Regions from separate parts of the Mus musculus genome. Here region 2 is linked to region 1. The links are chromatin contacts, called in public HiChIP or PLAC-seq maps. All regions are on one chromosome and are shown on one strand. Each heading gives the region's core, a stretch centred on a gene start, on an enhancer-like site or on the middle of the called end of the contact. The rest is flanking DNA. Distances are from core to core; before and after follow the strand shown.

What was found. HiChIP or PLAC-seq counts read pairs in DNA pulled down with a chosen protein or histone mark.
Region 2: a FOXA1 HiChIP or PLAC-seq map of pancreatic cancer cells shows a contact between it and region 1. The contact joins the promoter of Llgl2 here to the promoter of Slc9a3r1 in region 1. A contact is called at or near these places in 2 of 484 Hi-C or Micro-C datasets (the G1E-ER4 cell line and embryonic stem cells) and 3 of 115 datasets of contacts at active chromatin or transcription factors (embryonic stem cells, pancreatic cancer cells and pro-B cells).

The regions. Positions count from the first base shown.
Region 1 is chr11:115,158,773-115,166,249 of GRCm38.p6, forward strand. Slc9a3r1 (solute carrier family 9 (sodium/hydrogen exchanger), member 3 regulator 1) reads left to right here and starts at 4,569. Exons shown (of 6, transcript NM_012030.2): 1 at 4,569-5,179. The coding sequence starts at 4,754. It overlaps Rab37 (RAB37, member RAS oncogene family), which reads left to right. Exons shown (of 9, transcript NM_021411.4): 6 at 904-969; 7 at 1,527-1,583; 8 at 1,666-1,742; 9 at 1,863-3,468. The coding sequence ends at 1,968.
Region 2 is chr11:115,820,314-115,827,790 of GRCm38.p6, forward strand. Llgl2 (LLGL2 scribble cell polarity complex component) reads left to right here and starts at 3,745. Exons shown (of 26, transcript NM_145438.2): 1 at 3,745-3,864. Tsen54 (tRNA splicing endonuclease subunit 54) reads left to right here. Exons shown (of 11, transcript NM_029557.1): 8 at 66-694; 9 at 1,343-1,403; 10 at 1,686-1,802; 11 at 2,270-2,789. The coding sequence ends at 2,420.

The DNA of each region.
Region 1 (7,477 bases), core at 3,319-5,818:
CCAGAACAGGGCTTCTGCAGACCAGATTGCTTCAATTCTGTAAAAGCAGGTAGACCATAGAACTGTCACCTTTGAAATACACTCAGCAGTAACTATCTATTTCATTAGATATGAATTATCTATTTCATGTGACATGAAAACCGAGCAGGCTGGTGTGCCCTGTATAGCCCTGACTGCAATTCATGAGTGTGTTATATATCAAAGTGTTTAGAACAGTCTCAGCTCCACCCTGGACAGTTATCCACAGGAAGAAAGCCCAAGCAGAAAACTCCACATGCATCCGGGCCAAGTTGCAACTCAAGAAGACAGAGTGGGAGGTTGTGTCCTCACAGCCAAACCATTAGAGAGGCCATAACCAGTAAATACAAACACAACTCTGTGCACAGCATTGTTATGGTTTTGTGTGCTGACAAGGCACAATCCTTGAGGACTGACAAGCAAACTGAGGGGATAAAACAGATAGGTATAAAAGGATAGAAGCTGGAGATCATGGTCATCTCCAAGCCTATTCTCAGGGCAGACATCACTAATCAATCACAGTACTTATTGGTCAGAAAGGCAATACAGGATAATGGACCCCAGTGTCTTGTTTAGTCAAGGCAAATATTTACTGTAGTACATCCCCAGCCAAGCTTAGTCATCTCCACCTTCAATTCCTATTTGTTGTTGTTGGGTTGTTTTGGTTTTGAGGTAGAGTCTAGATATGTTGCTCAGGCTGACCTCCAGTTCTATCCACCCGCCTCTATGTGGGGAGTATAAAACCCCATGTCCCCCACATATGGCTGATCCCGTTGCTTTTGATTACTGAGCCCTTTTGTGGTTTTAGAATCCCAACAGAGCACTCTAGGAGAAGACTCCCCTGGTCCTTGGCCTCAGCCTGGCTCAGCTTGCCCTCTCCCACAGGCCTGGCTCACAGAGATTCATGAGTATGCCCAGAGAGACGTGGTGATTATGCTTCTAGGCAACAAGGTGAGTGGCTCTGTGCTACAGTCGATGCACTGATGCGCTCGGCCTTTCTCTCCCACTGCCTCAGCACCAGCCCCACCCAGCTCCATAACCACCTAAATCCTTCCGGCAGAGGACTCTGAGGTCTCCAGCGTGGGAGTCAGACATGTCTTGTGGCTTCTGCCTGTCCTGCCCCAGAGCTTTAGTAGCAGCCCCTTCCACCAATAGCCTCAAATGCCTCCAGAGAGATGCCAGGTGACTCAGCTGCCAGCCATCCTTAGATTGTTATGGACAGGGTCAGGGGTTAAGTACAAAGGGTTTAATTCAGCGGCTGTCACCTGATGAAGCTGGGTCACCACACCCTTTGCTAGAGTTACACACCTCCCCAAGTGCTCAGGGCTGGCATTGGGCACATGGCCGGAGCAACCCAGAAACCCTGGCTCCAGGCCAATCACACCTGCCTGCAGTCCCTCAGACTACCAGAAGAGGGCAGGTAGTGCTTGCTCCTGGGGCAAAAAGATAGGCTTTCTGGGATCCATGCTTCCTTCCCAGAAGTTGATTGACACACATGGGCTTGACAGGCCGATGTAAGCAGCGAAAGGGTGATCCGTTCTGAAGATGGAGAGACACTGGCCAGGGTAAGTGACTGCCAATGGGGTTGGGTGAATGGTGAGAGAGGAGGCCAGAAGCAGGCCCTGAGGATACTCTCTTCCTGGGCAGGAATATGGTGTTCCTTTCATGGAGACCAGTGCCAAGACTGGCATGAACGTGGAGTTGGCCTTTCTGGCAATTGCCAAGTAAGAGCTGAGCAGGAAAGGGGAGCCTGAGGTGGGACGGAGGACGATCTGGAAAGCCAGTGGTGGGGGAGGGGAATGTCAGGCTCTACACTCCCAGTCCCATCATTCTTCCTATTCCAGGGAACTGAAATACCGTGCAGGGAGGCAGCCTGATGAGCCCAGCTTCCAGATCCGAGACTATGTGGAGTCCCAGAAGAAGCGCTCCAGCTGCTGCTCCTTTGTGTGACCCCCTAGGGGCTAAGAGGAGGCCCAGAGACCCTTGGGGATGCAGTACTCCAACTGCCACACCAACTAGGAGAAGCTGGGGGCTCAGTGGGCAGCCCCTGCCAAGGGAGTAGCCATTACCCTAGGTTCTTTAGCTTCCCTGCATCATGGGAAGGATTAAATACTCATACTTTATCTTAATATACATAAACTAATAACACAAAAGGTACCCGTATGCCCCCCAAAACCAAAATAGGTCGGGACTCGGTGGTCCTTTGCTTTCTGGGACTAAGTTCTAAAAGGCTGGGCCTCTCTCCTAGCAAGAGTGTTACTGCACCAGCATAGCACCAGGGGGCGCCAAAGCACTGCTAGGGTGTGGGAGCTGGTTGTGACCCCATCACCAATCCTCACTAAGGGGGTGAAGGAGACCCCAGACTTCTCCTCTCCCAGCTCCCAGAAAGATAATAAGGGCCCTCATGCAGGGAGCTAGCCCAAAGCCTTGGGCAAGATAAACATGGAGATTGTCCTAAGAGGAATAGCAATTACTAGGTACTGAGTCTGCTTGGCTACCTCTGGCTTTCCCAACCCTCCTTCTGGAAGCGTGCACGGGCTTTTTCTTCAGCACACACGAGCAGTGGGGCACCTGAAAACACTCCTTCCTGATCTCTGGACCTCACATCCCAGGGGATGCCCCGCTCTCCCATGGAACCTCTCTTGTCAACTTTCCACCTGGGTTCCTAGACAACCAGAGGTCAGAGTCTGGAAAAAACTTCCCCTCCCTCCCAATCCCGAGACAAGGTGTACAGCACCACGGATATTTAAGGCAGAGGTCAGAGCCAGATAAAGAACTTGTTGGCTCCTGGAATGGGTGGGAGGCAGAACTGAACAAAGCCATAGGCCAGTTTTTCCCACTAAGCCCCAGCTTGCTCGCTCTCTCTCTCTCTCCCTCTCTCTCTTTAACTTCAGACCAATACTAGGGCAAAATGGTTTTATCTTTTCCTCTTCCGCTAAATCGGGTTGAGAGGGTGGGAAGTTGTCGATTTGGGGGCGGGCTGATGCTATGTGCACAAAACAAGGAAGTATGAGCAAGTCTGGGGTACGGAGAGGGGCAACAAGCCCTGTAGGCCCAAGGCCATGTGTCTCCCAAAGCTCTGATCTGACCCTTAGAAGGAAGGACACTCGGAGGTGTGCAGATCCATGACCAAAGGAAGCTTTACTACATCTATATAGGTTGGGCAGCGAGTGAGGCTCCAAGAAAGTATGCATTACACATATCTGAGGTTACTATATTTGCTTTCAAGGCAGAAATCTTGCTCCCAGAGCAAAGTCAGCACTCTAAACTTGGGTTGATAAGGAAACTCTCTGTGACCTCTCATAGGAAGATCAGGGAGGAGCCTGGGCTCCGGGTTCTCTTCTGGGGCTCTGAGCTGATTGCTGGAGCTCTAGTCACATACATAGCTCTGGGCCTCTGGCATTTCTGTTTTTCCAGAATTAAATTGCAGTATTTTGGAAAATATACTCTGACCGGTTTTTCCCCCTCTGTTTATTCCCAGAAGGAGGATCGTGTTAGAGAGTTTGTTACGTGGCACGTTGTGGGAAACTGTTACCCAATGTCCGAATCATTCCATCTTCACCCATTGGCGTCCTCATAGGTTCAACTTACCCTTAACTGACTACCCTCCCCCACCCCCAGCCTCTGTGGCCACATCTGCGCTGGCAAGAGGGAGCTGGAATGCTTATCTCACAATCCAAGTCATTTTTCTGTTGAACAAAGCCAGTCTTCCATTCCCTCTGAAGTGAATCCTGAGATTGACTACCTAGCTGTCTCACCCGCCCTCTCTCCGTGGCTAAAGGCTACTGCCAAAACTAAGCCCTTTATTTATTATTCATTTATCTGTTCTCAGACAGCCTGTCTTCCAGGTGGGCTGCAAGGAGCCTCAGTCTCTACCAAGCCCTACAAGTTTCTAGAAGGGATCAGAGCCCAAACCTCTGTCTATATGCATGTCCAGGGATAGAGGGGCGGCTCCACAAGAAGAAACTTTGTTATTTAAACAACTCTACTCCGGAGTTATTCTGTTACAGTTACCCTGTTACAGTGTTACTGTGTTACAGAAGACATCCGTCCGGTTCTTAAGTTGGCTCTGGGGAGGGGGAGGAGTGAGTGTGGGGGAGCATGGGGTGGTTTCCCCAGCAACTGTCGCTCCCCTCTCTCGGGCCAAGCTATGCAACAGGCTTTGGCTCAAGGCGGTTAAAGCGTTGAGAATCCTTTACCCAGAGACTAGCTCTTCTAAATCCCCCTCCACAACGTGGAAACCAGAGCGGAGCCCGTGGGGCCTCTGGGCTCAGTACCTGGAACCCCGCCCCAGCCCCGGCCTCGGCCCCGCCCGATCAGCCCAACTCCGCACTTGGTAACAAACACTTCCACTTCCTGGGCTCTCTTTTCTTCTCCCGCTGCGGGGTGCCGCGCCGAGTGCAGGCCACGCCCCACTCTCCTGATTGGTTAGATTTGTTCACCCTGGCGCAAGAGCCCGGTTCGTGATTTCTGATTGGTCTACTGTGATCCACACCCACCGCGCGGCCCCGCCCTCGGGTTTAGGAGCTGGGGCGGGTTCTGGAACGCTCAGACGCCGCGCAGGGCGGGGATTGGCCGGCTCCCTTCCTGTGCGTTCGCAACCGCGGTTCCCGGGACACCTGTTCCCTGTGCCCCGTGCGGTGCTCAGCTCCCAACTCGAGCTCTGCGGCTCGGGGAGAAAGGTCGTGAGTCCCCGGCCTCCGACGGCACCCGCGCTGAGCCTTCGCAGAACAAGATGAGCGCGGACGCAGCGGCCGGGGAGCCTCTGCCCCGGCTCTGCTGCCTGGAGAAGGGTCCAAATGGCTACGGCTTCCACCTGCACGGGGAGAAGGGCAAGGTGGGCCAGTTTATCCGTCTGGTAGAACCTGGCTCGCCGGCCGAGAAGTCGGGGTTGTTGGCTGGAGACCGATTGGTGGAGGTGAACGGTGAGAATGTGGAGAAGGAGACGCATCAGCAGGTGGTGAGCCGCATCCGCGCAGCGCTGAACGCCGTGCGCCTGCTGGTGGTCGACCCGGAGACCGACGAGCGTCTCAAGAAGCTGGGCGTCTCGATCCGGGAAGAGCTGCTGCGCCCCCAGGAGAAGTCCGAACAAGCCGAGCCTCCAGCGGCCGCCGACACTCATGAGGCTGGGGACCAGAATGAGGCCGAAAAGAGCCACTTGGTAAGTGCGGGTTGGGCTTGGTGTAGGACTAGGATTCTAGAGAGACTCGGGCACCCCGGACTTCCAAGCACTTTCTGAAACTCGAGCAGCGAGGAGGAAACGGCTTCTGCCCTCTGTCCCGGAGCCTTCGCAGTTTCTAAGGCGAGCTTCGGAGTGCGACCAGCGACCCCACCGCCCTGTCCGGGCTGGCTGGGGAGCGGAGCTCCTTTGCCGCCTGCATCTCCTGACTGCTTGAACTTTGCGAAGACGGCGCAAAGAAACCCAGTCCCCTTCTCTGCTCCCATTCCTTGGATTCCGCCCCACAACCCGGACTCATTCCTGGGTTATCCTTGCCTACAGCTAAGCTAAGAGCTCTCCCCACCACCCCCCGCATCTCCCTCCCTCCCTCCCTCTTTCTACTCTCTTCTCTTCAGTCCCTGTGGATGGTAGCTCAAAGTGGCTTAAAGGCTGAATAACTAAGGGTCCCTGGGAGGACCCCTTCAGCCCTACCCACATCCTGGGTCCTCTAGTTTGTGCATCATTAACTCACACCGGTTGGACTTCATCCTTCTCAAGACTAAAGTGACTTCTAAGAAAGAGAGGAAGTCTCAACGTCTCGGAGCTAGGGGTGGGGGTGGGGTGCCGGGAGGAGGTGCAGAAGCGTCTTGGGGGTGGTGGCTCTGCCACCCCGGAGGATTTATGGTCCTCTGGAATGTGAGGAGTAAGCGCTCGCTAGCTGGTATCTGGGAGCCTGGTGGGAGGACCTTAGAAGAGGAGGAAAAGGAGAAAGATGGGTGGGGGAGGGAGCAGGAACAGGCCAGGCAGCGTCCTGCAGAGCCGACCCTCGCAGGTGGTCCCGCCCTGGTGTCTCCTCTTCTCTGTCCAGCGATTGTAAGCCGGCTGGTTGGGTTTTGCCAGTGGTTGGTATTTCCCCCAAACAACCCCAGTTTGGATCAGCTGCTGGAGGGGCAGTTGGCAAAACAGGAGTTGTGCTGAGAGCCTCCCTGTCCCTTAGAAAACAAGGAGGGAAGGAGGCCAGGTTCAGGGCTCAGACCCTGGGAGCAGGGTCCCTTCAGTACGCACTGGCTCTCTCTTCCTGATCGATACCGCCGCCACATGTAGATCAGCGGTATCCATGGAGCCAGGAAGATCCTCCCTCCACAGGGAAAGGGCACTGTTCAGCCCCGTAAGGTTGAAGGCGGAGCCTGAGAGTACCAACTGGTTTGGTGGAAGTGAGGTCACCAGAAGCCCGGTTCTGCCAGAGTTTGACTCTGGGAATGCCAGGGCCACCAAGTTCCCACTTCCTGCCAGTGCCAAATTGGCATCGGTAAGCAGTAGTAGAGCCCCTGGCAGCAAGTTGGAACAGGTGACCTCTGCTCTTAGGCACAAACCCAATTTGAACTTTGTGCCCTGTCCATTGATTCACCATTCATCCCCCACCCCCATCCCCACCCTTCCACCACCACCCCCTCCGCTCCCGCCCCCGCCTCCCATTCTTTCCTTTGGACTTTAGCACCAGCACAGATAGCCAGCAGCCTCCCCTCACTCCACATACACACCAAGTTGCACTCTCTGGTTGTACTGTTGGGTGCTGGAGGGCAGTGGCGAGGCTGCTGCGGAAGGCTCTGTATCAGAATGTTTTGTATCTAAAAAGTCTGTGGCTGCCTGCTGGCAGATCTGTCTTCCTGAGAGGACAAAGAATCAGCATCCCTAGGTGGTAGTGGGACACCTAAATTTGTGTAGATCCTCCCTCAGGCCAGGAGAGTCTAGAACCATCATGGGGCATGCCAATCATTTTCAGAATTTGATTTTCCCCATCTCTAAAACAGGAGCAGTGGCAGCGTGGCCTGTCTTCTCAGTAGTTACGGAAACAATAAGGAGCACTTGTGGCCCGTTAGTTCACTGTTGCCCATGAAAACCCCAGTCCCTTCAGCTTTGTTCCCCTAAGTGTCTCTCTCTACTATAGAGTCGCCATATGATATGAGGCCTTGCCTGCAACATTTTCCCACACCCCATCCAATATTGCAAAATGTGCCAACAAACACCAAGGAATCCCTTTCCTCTAAATATGAGGCACCCAGCTGAGATCTGACAGTTCAGCCTGTATTTGTTTGCGGAGTGGGAACTGCTCTGTTAATCTCAAAGGTGTGAGCAGGAGAAGGCTGTTGTAGAGACTGGCTGGTCATGGTGGGCCAGGAGGAAGCAAGGCTGGTGATGACAGGAGCCTGGAACACTGGTGGCCATCCCTGGGAGCCCGCTGAGGCCCAGGAGGTAGACAGAGGTTTCTTCTCTGAAACAGGGTTTGATTGTGGCCCTCTG
Region 2 (7,477 bases), core at 2,495-4,994, 660 kb after region 1:
AATGTACGTGTCTTACGGACAGTAACAAGGGACAAATGTGCTCTTTTTTCTCCCGTGTCTCTAAGGTCTGTTAATAAGAAGCCCAAGGTCCTGCAGAACTCCCTGCCGCCCGTCAGCCTGGCAGCCTCCAGCTCACCTGCCTGTGACCAGAGTAGCCAATACCCAGAGGAGAAGTCTCAGGACTCAAGCCCCAGGCAGGGCTCAGAGCTCCCCTTGCAGTTCCTGGGGTCCTCAGAGCCTTGCTCTGATCTGGCCAGGGAAGACGTGGGGTGTGACCGAGAGAGTCACAAAATAGAGAATGGAGCTAAGGGAACCCCTAAGCTACGCTGGAACTTTGAGCAGATCTCATTCCCCAACATGGCCTCTGATAGTCGCCACACTTTCCTGCCTGCTCCAGCCCCAGAGCTGCTCCCAGCCAATGTCATTGGGCGAGGGACAGATGCTGAGTCCTGGTGCCAAAAGCTGAACCAGCGGAGGGAGAAGCTCTCCCGTAGAGACCGGGAACAGCAAGCAGTGGTCCAGCAGTTCCGGGAGGATGTTAACGCAGATCCCGAGGTGCGGGGCTGCTCCAGCTGGCAGGAGTACAAGGAGCTGCTGCAGAGGCGACAGACGCAGAAGAGCCAGCCCCGGCCTCCACACCTATGGGGCCAGTCCGTTACCCCCTTGCTCGACCCTGATAAAGCCGATTGTCCAGGTATCCCTTTACCCTGAGCTATACCCCTATAGGCTGTTGGGAGCAGAGAGAGACTTCTGAAAGTGGATGCTTAGACGAGGGCTGGCTAAGGCCTGAGGTGTGGGAGAAGGCTGTGCAGTGGGGTGGGACCTATATAGGCTGTTCCGTGGGTGGTGGTGGCAGCCACTGGGGACAGTTTCCTGATGAGTCATTGACCAGTGATTCCCGTGGGGGATGAAAGTTGTGCCTGCCTCCTTAAGACCATACCCAAGATTGCTGGATGGCTTTGTCAGCAGCCAGCTCCGGGCTTCCCCTCTTCCATAGCCTGTTAGCCAAGCCATGCTGACACCACAGTGGGCAGTTCTAACCAAGTAACAGTGAGGAGAGCTCACTGTCTGCTCTCAGTCCTAAACACATGGAACCAAGTATGTGGCCCGAGCTGTGTGTAGCCACAGACGCAGAACTCTGTAAGGCATCATAGGAACATGGTAGACTGTAGGTGAGTTGAGTAGAGTTACCAGATAAATATGTTCTAAGTACTGCCGCTGTGTGGAGCATAACTTATACCAAACACATTCTGGTAGATCTGGTGATCCTAACCTGGGTAGCAGATCAGTCAGTATCACGGGAGTGTGTAGAAGGCTGACTCCCTTCCTCAACATCTTGTAGCCGCGGTCCTGCAACATATCTCTGTACTGCAGACGACACACCTTGCTGATGGAGGTTACCGGTGAGTCTCAGCCCTGCCCACTGTCTCCATGACACTGGCTGCCAGGTGGAGCAGCAGCTGGGGTTTGATTCCCAGAGTTGGGTGTGAGTCAGAGGATCACCCCCTGGGACACCTGCCTATATACTTAGCTCCCAGTGCCGGGGGGGGGGGGGGTGACAAGATGGTGGCTATATCCCCTGTGACACTGCTTTGTAGAATTATTATTAATAGGGAAAGTTTCAGTGTAGAGAGGGAGGTGGGAGAGGAGAGTCCTTATCTTAAAGTTTCTTACCTGGCTTGCAGGCTGCTGGAGAAGTCTGGAGGCTTGCAGATCAGCTTCGATGTTTACCAGGCTGACGCTGTGGCGACGTTCCGAAAAAACAGCCCTGGCAAACCCTATGTGCGAATGTGCATTAGTGGGTATGAGATGATTGAGCAGTGCCTCTGGCTGCTGCCAGCCCATCCCTTGAACCCTGCCACCAGTTTGCCAGACCCTGAAATGAGTCTGAGGTGCAGAAGGGTTAAGTGCCCCTATCTAAGGCCTTACGGCTGGTTGGTGCCATGGGAACCCAAGATCCCCCATCCTTGGCTCCATGCTACTGGCTTTTTGGGGAAGTCTTTTTCCTCTTTCACCTAAGTCCTGGGCTTGCTCAGCAGAAAGGAATTGATTTGGAAGGATTTACTGGCTAAGAGTAGTTAAGAACCCACACCTCCTATCCCTCTACTCTGGGCTCTCCTGAAGCACTCATCCAAGCCATGGAGTTTGCAGAAGGCAGAGCCCAGAGGCCAGTATTGTTGTATCCCTAACTTTTGCCTTACAGCCTTGCTGCCCTGGAAGGCCATGGGTGGGCTATGACTAGGCCTCAGCCTGATCTTTATTCCCATAGGTTTGATGACCCTGTCCCAGACCTCTGCAGCCTCAAGTGCTTGACCTACCAGAGTGGGGATGTTCCCCTGATCTTTGCTCTAGTGGACCACGGTGACATCTCCTTCTACAGCTTCAGAGACTTCACACTGCCCAGGGATCTGGGCCACTGAATACAGCTCTGGGGATGGCTTGCTCTGGGGGGGCCTGGACTGCTCTCAGGGGCCGTGCCAGCTGTCTCTCATATAGGACTCACCTGGATGGAACCGTCCAGGCCATTGGGGTCTGTGATCCTAGGTGTCTTCTGTTTGTAGGGACGTGCACACCCTCTTGCCTGGCCACTGTGCTTTCAAGCCCACTGCCTGGAAGTGCTGCCTGACAGTGACGCCCCCACCCCCACCCCCCTTGGAACTCAGGACTTGTTTTCAGAGGCCCAGGACTTGGGTTAGGAGAAAGGACTGTGCCTTTATTCAAGGGGGTGCTTGCTTCGTGCCATAAAGCCAAAGCCATTAAAAAAATATATATTTTCTGCTGTGGTTCAATACTTACAGGGGCCCCTCCCTTCATTCCCGATTTGTCCATTTTGGGGGAGGAGAACCCTGGTGGGCCACAGAGCACATGGGAGAGCATGCCCAGGGCTGTGATCATGGAGTTGATGGACTTCTGAAGAGTACCAATGAGACAAGATTCCAATCTTGGTCCTGCCCTGAGGACCAACAGCTGGGTGGTGGTAGGAGGGTGGCTGAGAGTCCTGAATGGGTTGGATTGTACCCAAGCCACTCTGAGGGTCCACCCACGGTTAGGTTAGTTCCCAGTTTGTTACTCTGAGCCCCTCACCCCTAGTTTGTGCTAAAAACTATAGCTATTGGCTATAGGGGCTGACAACCCCCTTGAACCTCAGGCTCCAGCGGCCCCTCTGAAGACAGAAGTCAGGGAGCTTTAAGAAGTAACCGGTTGGGGGTTCGCCATTACGTTTTCGTTCCCATACCACTTTACTAGTGGGTCTGAAACCTGAATCTGCCGGTGATTATATTTGAATGGAAAGATCTCTTGAGAATCCCGCCTAGCTGTGGCCCTTACTAGACAGCCGGGGGAGGGAAGTGAAGCCTTGCCCCCACGCTCTCTCGCTTGGCTCTTGTGCTTTCAAGTCCGCTGCCTGCATGGAGTCGCGTCCATCCTGGAAAGCACCCAGGGACTCTTTCCTCTTCCCAGAGGCGGTGGGACACCTAGAGCTGTGAGCAGTCCTGTGACCAGGTGCGCACAGGTGAAGGCGGGGTCGGGCATGCTGCGCTAGGTGCGGCTTCTCCCTACTGCCCCGCCCCACACTACTGGGGCCACGATTGGTTGGAGAGCGGCCCCGCTCTGGAGACTCCCAGGATGCGCTCCTGCCCCGTCGGCTCGGCCTAGGAGGCGGGGCCGGGGCGGGGCGAGGGCTCGGCAGGCTCGCCCTGTATGTAAATCGCGAAGGCTCCGCCTCCCTCCGCTCGCCGCGCCGGAGGTGAGCAGGAAGCAGACGGCCGCCCTGCAGCCCGTGGGCCGGAGCAGGGAACCCGAGTGGTGGGTGACGGCCGCTGAGGGACGCCGAGGCCTCGGGCAGGGCCCGGCCCGCGATTGCAGGTGAGCCCACCTGGCTTTAAAGGACCTTTTGGGGTGCGAACCACTAGGGGCGGCGCGGCTCGGCTCGGGAGGATACGAGTCCCCTGGGTTTTCCAGGCGGGTCGGAGAGGGCAGCGCCCAGGTCTGCCCTGCTCGCCCAGATCTCCGACGTTTGGCTCGTCCCGGAGAAAGACACCTGTAGAAAGTGGCGCTGAGAACTTGTCTTTTCCTGTTCCGCCCCCCGGATTACCAAACTTGGGACTCGGGTTTGCACAATCGTGTTGGCTTTCGGGAGCAGGGAACAGGTGTCAGGCGTGGCTGGGTGCGGGGGACACAGTGAGCAGAGACACCGTTCCCAGACCCTTGTGCGAGGCGCCTCGACGCAGAGCGGGGCGACCCGGCTTCCTGTGACCCGGCGTCGCCAGCGGCGTCTGGAGCGCGTTACCTTGGCGGCTTAGTTCTTACCTCTGCCATCTGGGCGCTTTCCCTGCCCGCCCTTGTGCCTCCTAATCCTCCGACTCAGGAAGTCCGCGGGTGGGACTTGGTTTTCTCGTAGAAAGGGGAGCCTTTATATTTCCAGAGCGACTTTGGACACCTTTAGGCGATGGTATTGAGTCCCAGTCTGTTTTGTACACCGATGAGTGGGGGTTACACTGTGAAACTTGGCAAAGAGTGAAAAATTGCCAAAGAAAGTGTGCTATGCTTTTGCTCGGTTTGGGGGGGGGGGTTGGTGGACACACTGGGCCTTAGCTGTGGGAAGTGGCCATAACTGGGGTAACCGCGCTGTAGCTCTTAGAGGGTTTTCACCTGAAACAGGTGAACTTCCGGTAAGGAGGGTGGGGCTTAGATACCGCGTCCTTTCCCACAGGGACCCTTATGTCGACGCAACCTCTAGAGATCCAGTGTTAAAGTCCATTCTGAGCTAGATGTGTCAGGGTAACAAGGAAATGTTTGTGGAAAGAACCGAGTTGTGCTGTGGCCTGCCTAAAAGAAGGCAAGTTAGAGCGGCTTTGGGAGATCTCCTGGGTCTGTGTATATCAGTGCAAAGACCGGCAGGAGGACAGTGGAGGAAAAGATGTCTCAACAAATGAGTCAGGTAATTTTCTTTTCTCTTTAAATATTTATTTGTTTGTTTGTTTATTGGTTGGTTGATTCATTCAGACAGGGTGTTTCTGTGTAGCCCTGGCTGTCCTAGACCTCACTCTGTAGACTAGGCTGGCCTTGAACTCAGAGATCCACCTGCCTCTGCCTCTCAAGTGCTGGAATCAAAGGTGTGCTAAACTGCTGCTCCCTCCCCCACTTCCCCCAAACCCCCTGTGCTGCCGCTGACACCTGGCTCAGGTAGTTTTCTTGAGCCATTTCACACAGAATATTTGACAGGACTCAAACCAAGCTCTTTCTGTTCTCTGATGGGCTTGGACCAGTTCCCTGGAGAGCATTTCCAGGTCCTTAGGATATTTTGCATCTCTACTCTTCCTTGAGGCAATGGCGGCACCTCTCCAGTGACAGACTGGTATAATTTTAATCATATTAAAAGATTTAGCCTCAGCCGGACAGTGGTGGCACACGCCTTTAATCTCAACACTCAGGAGGCAGAGGCTGGCAGATCTCTGAGCTCGAGGCCAGCCTGGTCTACAGAATGAGTTCCAGGATATCCAATGCTATACAGAGAAACCCTGTGTTGGAAAAAAAAAAAGAACAAAATTTAGTCTCTCTTATTACATTTAAATTTTATTTTTTGTGTGTGCGTAGGTATGTGTGTGGAATGTACATGTTATGGTGTGTGTGTTTGTGTAGACCAAAGGACAAGTTGGAGGCGTGCTGTCCGTCCACCATGCTGGCCTTGAGGCTGGAACTCAGGTCATCAGGCTTGTCTCCAGGTGCCCTTACCTGCTGAGCCATCTTGCCAGCCATAAAATAACCTTCAACAAACAACAGTATCAGAGAAAAATAAATAAAGGGAAGGCTCAAATGAGCCTGTCCATTACAATGGGAGCTTGCTGTGTGGCTCACACCTGTAATCCCAGCACTCCTAGGACTGAGGTGGGAAGATGTCTACAAACTGGGGGGCCAAACAGGCCTACAGGACAAGCCTCATGATCTTATTTTATGTTAGATTCCTGTGTATGTGTGCACATGTGTACTGGTGCCTCCCGAGACCACAAAGGCATCAGAGCCACAGGCGCTTTATGTGGTGTGGGTGCTGGGAATGGACCTTACGTCTTCTGGAAAAGTTGCAAATGGTCTTCACTGTTGAGCCGTCTCCCCAGCCCCAAGACCCTTTAAAAAAAAAAAAAAAACCCGAGGGAATGGAAATCCATTGTTATAGAAACACGCACATTCAGAAAGCGAGAAGCAAGGCAGAAGGGGATTCCTTTGCCTGTCGTCTTTTCTTCACACAGTACCTCACTCATCCCAGGCATCAGATGACTATGAATCCTACCTTCCAGTTCTTGCTATAGCCTGAGGCCCCTCACTTAGCCACTCTGGGCCTGGGTTTCCCAGAGTTGCTGAGAATGTGAAGTCGTGAGCTCAGATGACCTAGTGCACAGCAGGCATCCACAAGGCAGAATTTGTTAATTTTCCTTGAAGCATGGAAAAACCCAGTTAGCCCCATTGAAGCCTTTTAGGTAGACACCTGGCCGGCTGAGGGGACTTGCAAAATCAGTGCTGTCTTGATTTTGTGACCTTTTGAAGTCAGTGGAGCTGAAGATCAGAATTTTATCCTGAAGCCATGCCTGGGGTGTGGGAGGACAGAAGGGGTGCTGCCTCTTCTAGACTTGACACCTCTTCCCTGACACTTGAAAGTTCACTTATTCCTCGGGAAAGCCGGGGTGAAGGATTGAGACTCACTCTCACTCTCTCCCTCTCCCTCTCCCTCCCTCTCTCCCTCTTCCCCTCTCCCTGTGTGTGTGTGTGTGTGTGTCTGTCTGTCTGTCTGTCTGTGTCTTCTGTTTCTGTTCTCCACCCAGGCTTACTCCATTCACTCTACACTCCGTCTAGGGGTAGGGCAGGGGAGTGAGACATTGCTCTACAGCTCTGCCCTTCCTCAAATAAGCGCAATCACACTTATTAAACATCTCTCTCTCCCTTTCTCCCCACTCCTGCCTTCCCTGGGAGAAAAAGGAGTATAGGGGAAATTTGGAGTCTTTGCCTTCGGCTGGTAGCCACTTGGTATCCTGGAGAAGAACCTGACTAGGTCTGACAGACAGACCCTCCGACCTTGTGGGGAGCCCTAGCTTCCTAGTTTTCTAAGGCAACCAGGAGCAGCTGCTGAGACTCCTGAGCTGGGTACCACGGGAGGCTGGAGAAGCTGACTCTGCCTCTGCAAGGTGGCTCCTCTGAGCAGCACTGGCAGCTCGCCCCGCTCTGGTTCTGGGAGGCCCTCTTATCTCCCTCAGTGATACTGCTCTCTCCCTCCTCCTGAGCCCGGGCATGCCAGGTCTGCTTGGCAACTTTTGTTTTCCTCTGCCCAGGTAGAGTTTAGGCAGGGGATAGGAGAGGAGATGGGTGTTGCCCATCAGCCACTGTACTACCTGCCCTCGCCAGTCTCTGATCCGTAGCTGTGCCCAGTTTCTTTGAGATGGCTTTCTCCGTCTGCCCTGACTCAGAGAAAACTGGTCCCTTGAAGAGT